2 separate regions of the Gossypium arboreum genome follow, and region 2 is linked to region 1. A link is a contact called in public Hi-C data. All regions are on one chromosome and are shown on one strand. Each heading gives the region's core, a stretch centred on a gene start, on an enhancer-like site or on the middle of the called end of the contact. The rest is flanking DNA. Distances are from core to core; before and after follow the strand shown. Region 1 holds the start of LOC108489190 (inositol transporter 1). Region 2 holds the start of LOC108489433 (pentatricopeptide repeat-containing protein At3g22470, mitochondrial-like).

Region 1 (3,012 bases), core at 234-2,733:
TTTTGCATATTTTTAACGTTAATCCATATTAGCTGTTCTAATTAACAACAATTCAAGCGTTAGAATTTTACTTTTTAATTTTAGACCACATATTTAACAATTTATGTGCCAAGAAAATACTGATTTTAAAATATATTTAGAAAAATAACATTTTATATTTGATATTAAAAAATTAAGTTAATTTTGAAGAGAAATAAAAATACATTTTACAAAATGCGCTTTCTGACTTTTTTTTACATATTAGTTCTTTTGGTAAGATGATTTACTGTTAGTGATATTTTTCTAAATATATTGATATTTTTATTTTATATTATTTCAAATTTTTTATTTTTAATTAATAAATATATTATTTTTAAATTTTTATTTTAATTCATCTTTTAATTAATAACTCTTTTATTTATAGAAACAAATAATTATTGTCAAATATCATTCTTTGTAATAAATATTTTTATATGTTTAATATTTATTTTTCAATCCATATAATGAGTGTAGTAAATTTTAGTAAAATATATTTTTGTATGTGCATTTGGGATATTTCACATATAAAGATAATGATATTTGAAATAATTAATTGAAATATTTCACATATAAAAATATTTGAAATATCATACCCACAATGTAGATGAAAAATAATGATATTTGAAATAATTATTTAATTTTATAATATTAGAAATCACCTTACCCATAATATAAGTGGAGAAAATAAATATTTGACATATAAAAATTATATCTAAAAAGTTAGTTGATGTTTTAAAAATAAAATATATTTAACATAATGATAAATATCAATTTTATCAAAAATATTTTTATTATATAATTATCAATAATTATTTGATTTTATAAATAAAATATTTATTAAATAAAAATATGAAGTAAAAATTTAAAAAACTTGAAAATAATATATTTATTAATTAAAAAATTTGAAACAACATGAAAGAATATAGAAATTTAAGATAAAATCACTATTATTTAACAATCTACAAGAGGAGTTAATATGTTAAAAATAGGAATTAAAATTAAAAATAAAGCTTGATACGATATGAAATAAAAATAGAAGAGAATCAAACTCAAGACTCAAGAATAAAACTACTAACATTTAACTATCTGACTAAAAGAACTGATGTATATTGTACGATGCGTTTTCTTTCTCCCAAAAGTCAAACTATTTCTCTAAATATTTTTAAAATCAACATTTTTTTCAATTTTCACCCTATTTATGTTTTTTTTGGTATTATACACAAATTGTAAAATTTACTTATTTAGAAAATTATTTTAATTTTGAAAGGAAGAAAATAAGGTTTTAAAAGATAAAATATATTAATGTTTCAAGTGATAAATATTTTCTTTTTAAAAGCTAAAAATTAAATTATTTAATGGTTGGAATTTATTATCCCTTAATGTTAACTCCATTAATAGGATAAGCATGAAAAATAAAATAATTAGGAAACACAAAAACTGCGTATATGTATCTATTACCAAATATATAATAGAATTATTACGTATCAAAATTGTCCGCTGTCGTCTCTCACTATCTCAACAATTATCCTCTTTGTTTTCACTTTTTCCTTCTCACTCGCAGCAAGCAAATAAGAAAAACAAAATTTCTTCAAAAACCCGAAGTTTCCTCTCAGAACAGAAAAATAAAAGCGAAAGCTTTGGGTTTTTTAATGCATGATCTGTTTTCATTGATTAATCAAAAATATATATTTGTTTCTATTTCTGGGTTTTAAGGGAAATTCTACCATTGTTGCCAACTCAATTGACTTTTAATATCGTCAAGAGTGAAAGGGTCAGAGAATTATAATCCTTGCTTTGAATTGTTCATTGTTGGGAATAAGCTGAAAACCTAACTGGGAATTAGAATTTGAGTGTTTGTTTGTTAGTTGGAGAGATGACGCTAGAGTCTTTACCCGGGAGTTCAGGGTATCTGGATTTGTTTCCAGAGAGACGAATGTCATATTTCAGTAATCCTTATGTTTTAGGACTTACTGTAATTGCTGGAATTGGTGGCTTGCTCTTTGGCTATGACACAGGTATTAAATCCCTTTCAACCCTTATTTCTAACCTTTTGTCTTTTTTTGCTCATCATGAGATTTATTGTTTAGTCTGGTTCATCTGATGACAAAGATTTGTATATTTCTATAGATGAAACCAAGTTTTGTTTGAATGTCCGGTTCATCTAATGACAAAGATTTTTATGTTTCAATTGATTAAACTAAGTTTTGTTTGATTGTCTGGATTGTAGCAGCAGAATTGAACTGATCTTAGACATTGAAGGTTTTGTGAACCAGGAAAAGAAAAAAGACTGAGTAAACACATTTTTGGTCTTAAATCTGGTGTCAAAGAAAGAAACACTCTTAGTCTAACATGATTACATGATTGATTTTCTTTTAATTCCTCAATTCAATTGAGCTTTTGTAACTTAAAAAACCCTTAAAACTGTTAATCTAGCTCATTGCTTCTGCATTATGTTATCTGGACTTCTTTAAGCAGTATCAGATATTCAACTGAACAAAACAGGAACACATGATTCTCTTCATTCCTTCTTCTGTTTAATTTCTCTGGGAACATGTTCTCATTTGGAAATGATAATGATTGCAGGTGTAATATCAGGGGCCCTTCTTTACATAAAAGATGACTTTGAGATCGTCAGGCAGAGTAGTTTCCTGCAGGTATTATGAACTTGTAAAGGTGTTCTGAAATACTAAACTTACTTCAGTCATAAAAGAGCATGAAAAAGAAAGAAACCAAAGAAATTTTTATTTTTTCCTTTTTGTGTATGATTGACTGAGTAGGGGAGGAAGAAATGGTGTTAATGATGAGGACTTTGTTAGCAGATCCCCACAGGCAACTTCTTGTTGGATCTTGCGTGTTGTGATAAGGCAACTCTTCATTTTTTTCCCGAAGCACTTGTGTTCGGCACATGCTCGGACATGGTATGGGGATAGGATCCTCTGAGTACATGGAACTCTTGGAAAAAAACTGCCCATACCCATATCCAAAACTTATCCT
Region 2 (3,012 bases), core at 291-2,790, 140 kb before region 1:
TTGTCTCCACATGAAAGATTTGGGGACATTGAAAATTTTTTTGACTGTAGAGGTGGCACGGAATCACAAAGGGGTTTTTATTTGCCAATGCAAATATACTTTGGATATTATTAGTGAAGCTAGGTTATTGGGTGCTAAACCATCTGGTTTTCCCATCGAACAAAATCATTATTTAGTCTTGGTAAAGAGTGGTGTTTTGGTAGATTCGGAGAAGCATCGGAGATTTGTGGGAAGATTGACTTATTTGACTTTCACTCAATTTGAGCTATCCTATAGTGTTCATATCTTGGCACAATTTATGCATCAACCAAAGGAAGCTCATTGGAAAGCAAATTTGCGCATGGTTTGTTATTTGAAGGAAAGTCTTAAACAAGGAATACTTCTACGAGCTGATTGTAATCTACGACTATATGGTTACTGTGACTCTGATTAGGGAAGTTGTTCTTTAACATAACGGTCTCTCACTAAGTATTTTGTTATGTTAGGCACCTTTCCTATTTCCATTAAAAATTTCAATTTGCTGAAAGTTAATAGTTTTAGTAATTTAATTTTTTTAACATGTTTAATAACTTATCATACATTAAGCCAATTCATACTTTATTTCATTTTTTTCTTTCACATTATGCATTATCATTTAAATTGCATCAAACCACAATAATTTAAATTTATTTTTTATTAAATTTTAGTTTGATTTGTATCGATAGTAATACTAATACATGAAAATATAAGTTTGAGCGTCTTGAATACGTGAGTTGTAAAAAAATATGAATAATTATAGGCATTATATAAAAATATTTATTTTATGATATTTTTATATTTAACTCGTAATTTTTACCAAGTATATTTTATATTCAAATTAAAATTCATGATACAAATATAAGATGAAAATTTTCAAATTTTTACATTTACATTTATCAAACAATATATCTATATTTAGCCTTTAATTTTAATAATAGATAAATTAATTTTTATAAATTAAATTCAATACTTATTAAATCTAACATTAAAATCTTAGTACTTAATTTTTTTTATCAATAGTCGGTTTGATTCAACCATTTTCAAGAAAATATTAAGGTTTAACTTGAATTAAAAAATTTTAAGTTTCAATCAAGGCAATTGTCAAGTTTAAATATTAATATAAATAAATAAAAAGTTCAAAACCCAACATGACACATTTCCTAAATTCGAACTCAAAATAATTAACCCTACTTAGATTAAAAAAAAAGCTTCTCCTTGATTTTGATCTTGATCAATATAAATTACAATTTAATAATACAAATGTTTTGTTTTATTTAAATTCAATCATGACTATTTTTTATACATTATATATTTTCTTAAATAATATGTTAAAATTTAACAAATTTTAAGTATAATTTTAATTTTTTATAAATTTTAATAACTTATAAATCATATATATATATATGAAAATTTAGAAAAAAAATTAAATTAAAATTAAACGAAAATATTGAAAGTTAAATTTATTGATTTAAAAAATTAAATAAAATTAATAAAATGAATTACCATTGACTACTTGGTTTAGTATTACACAAATAAACAGGTGACCAGTCTGAAATTTACCTAAAAAATTCCAAAAGAAAACAAATTTACCTAAAGAGGATTTGGATGAATAGAAGCGGTCTGCACCTGGAATAGCAAATTTAGCAGAGCAAACAAAGAAGGAAATGAAGCGATTACCTCCAAACACCTTCAAACCATGACTCACCAATCTGCCAATTAGGGATAGCCTTTAAACGGAATATCGGTGACTGCCGCCGCCATTTGGGGTTTCATTTGAAGCTCACCTCTTTCTTTTCCTTTCGCTTAATTTCAAGATATGGGTAAGCTTCATTCTTCATTGCTTCTTCGTCATATTGTTAATGGTGGAAGGAACTTTTCTAATTTCCACTCTTCATTTTCTTGTTATTTTAACACCATTTCTCCCCATATCTCTGCAAGGGGAAACCAAAAAAAGTATGATTGCTTCTATAACGTGGATGATGCTTTGACTTTGTTTAATAAGATGGTTGCGAAGCACCGAAAGCCTTCAGTTGTGGAATTCAACAAATTATTAGGAGCCATTGTTAGAATGAAACATTATGCCATTGTTGTTTCTATGTATAGCCAGATGGAATTATTAGGAGTTTCCTATGACATTTATTCTTTCAACATCTTGATTAATTGCTTTTGTCAATTAGGTTATATTGATTTTGGGTCTTCTGTTTTGGGGAAAATGATGAAGGTAGGTGTTCAACCTGATGTTGTAACTTTGTCCACTTTGATTAATGGACTTTGTAAGCGAAGTAAGATATCTGAGGCTTTGAACTTGTTTGATGAAATGGTGGAAAAAGGGTATCGACCTAATTTAATTGTTTACACTACAGTTCTTAATGGTTTGTGCAAGACCGGGAATACTGATCGAGCTCTTAGGTTTCTAAGAATGATGGAAGGAAGAGGTTTCAAACCCAATATTGTAGCATATAGCACTGTCATTGACTGTTTTTGTAAGAAGGGGTTACTAAGTGAGGCTCTTGATCTTTTCTCCAAAATGAAAGTTAAGGGAATTAGACCAAATATTGTTATTTACAATTGTTTAATTCATGGTGTGTGTAACTTGGACCAGCAGAAGGAGGCAACAACGCTTTTGAATGAAATGGCGGGTAACAATATTTCTCTTGATATTGTCACGTATAATATATTGATAGATGCACATTGCAAGAAGAGGATGATTTCTGAAGCTGTAGATACTGTTGATGCAATGAGAAAGCAAGGCATTGAACCTAATGTTGTCACATTCAGTATATTGGTTGATGCACATTGCAAAGAGGGAATGGTTTCTAAAGCTGAAGATATTGTTGATACAATGAGAAAGAAAGGCATTGAGCCTGATGTTGTCACATATAATGCATTAATAAATGGTCATTGCTTGCAAAACAAAATGGATGAAGCTAGAAGAGTATTTCAGTTGATGAGTAAGAAGGGTTGTGCACCCGCTATACGTAGTTACAACATCAT

The links. A called contact is a pair of places that touch in the nucleus more often than the background predicts.
Region 2: a contact with region 1 is called in a Hi-C map of leaf, with 2.1 times the contacts expected there. The contact joins the promoter of LOC108489433 here to the promoter of LOC108489190 in region 1. A contact is called at or near these places in 3 of 5 Hi-C or Micro-C datasets (all in leaf).

Annotation. Positions count from the first base shown.
Region 1 is chr10:40,576,212-40,579,223 of ASM2569848v2, reverse strand. It overlaps LOC108489190 (inositol transporter 1), which reads left to right and starts at 1,483. Exons shown (of 6, transcript XM_017793530.2): 1 at 1,483-2,033; 2 at 2,602-2,672. The coding sequence starts at 1,892.
Region 2 is chr10:40,715,446-40,718,457 of ASM2569848v2, reverse strand. LOC108489433 (pentatricopeptide repeat-containing protein At3g22470, mitochondrial-like) reads left to right here and starts at 1,540. Exons shown (of 3, transcript XM_053019933.1): 1 at 1,540-1,838; 2 at 2,240-2,300; 3 at 2,382-3,012. The coding sequence starts at 2,438.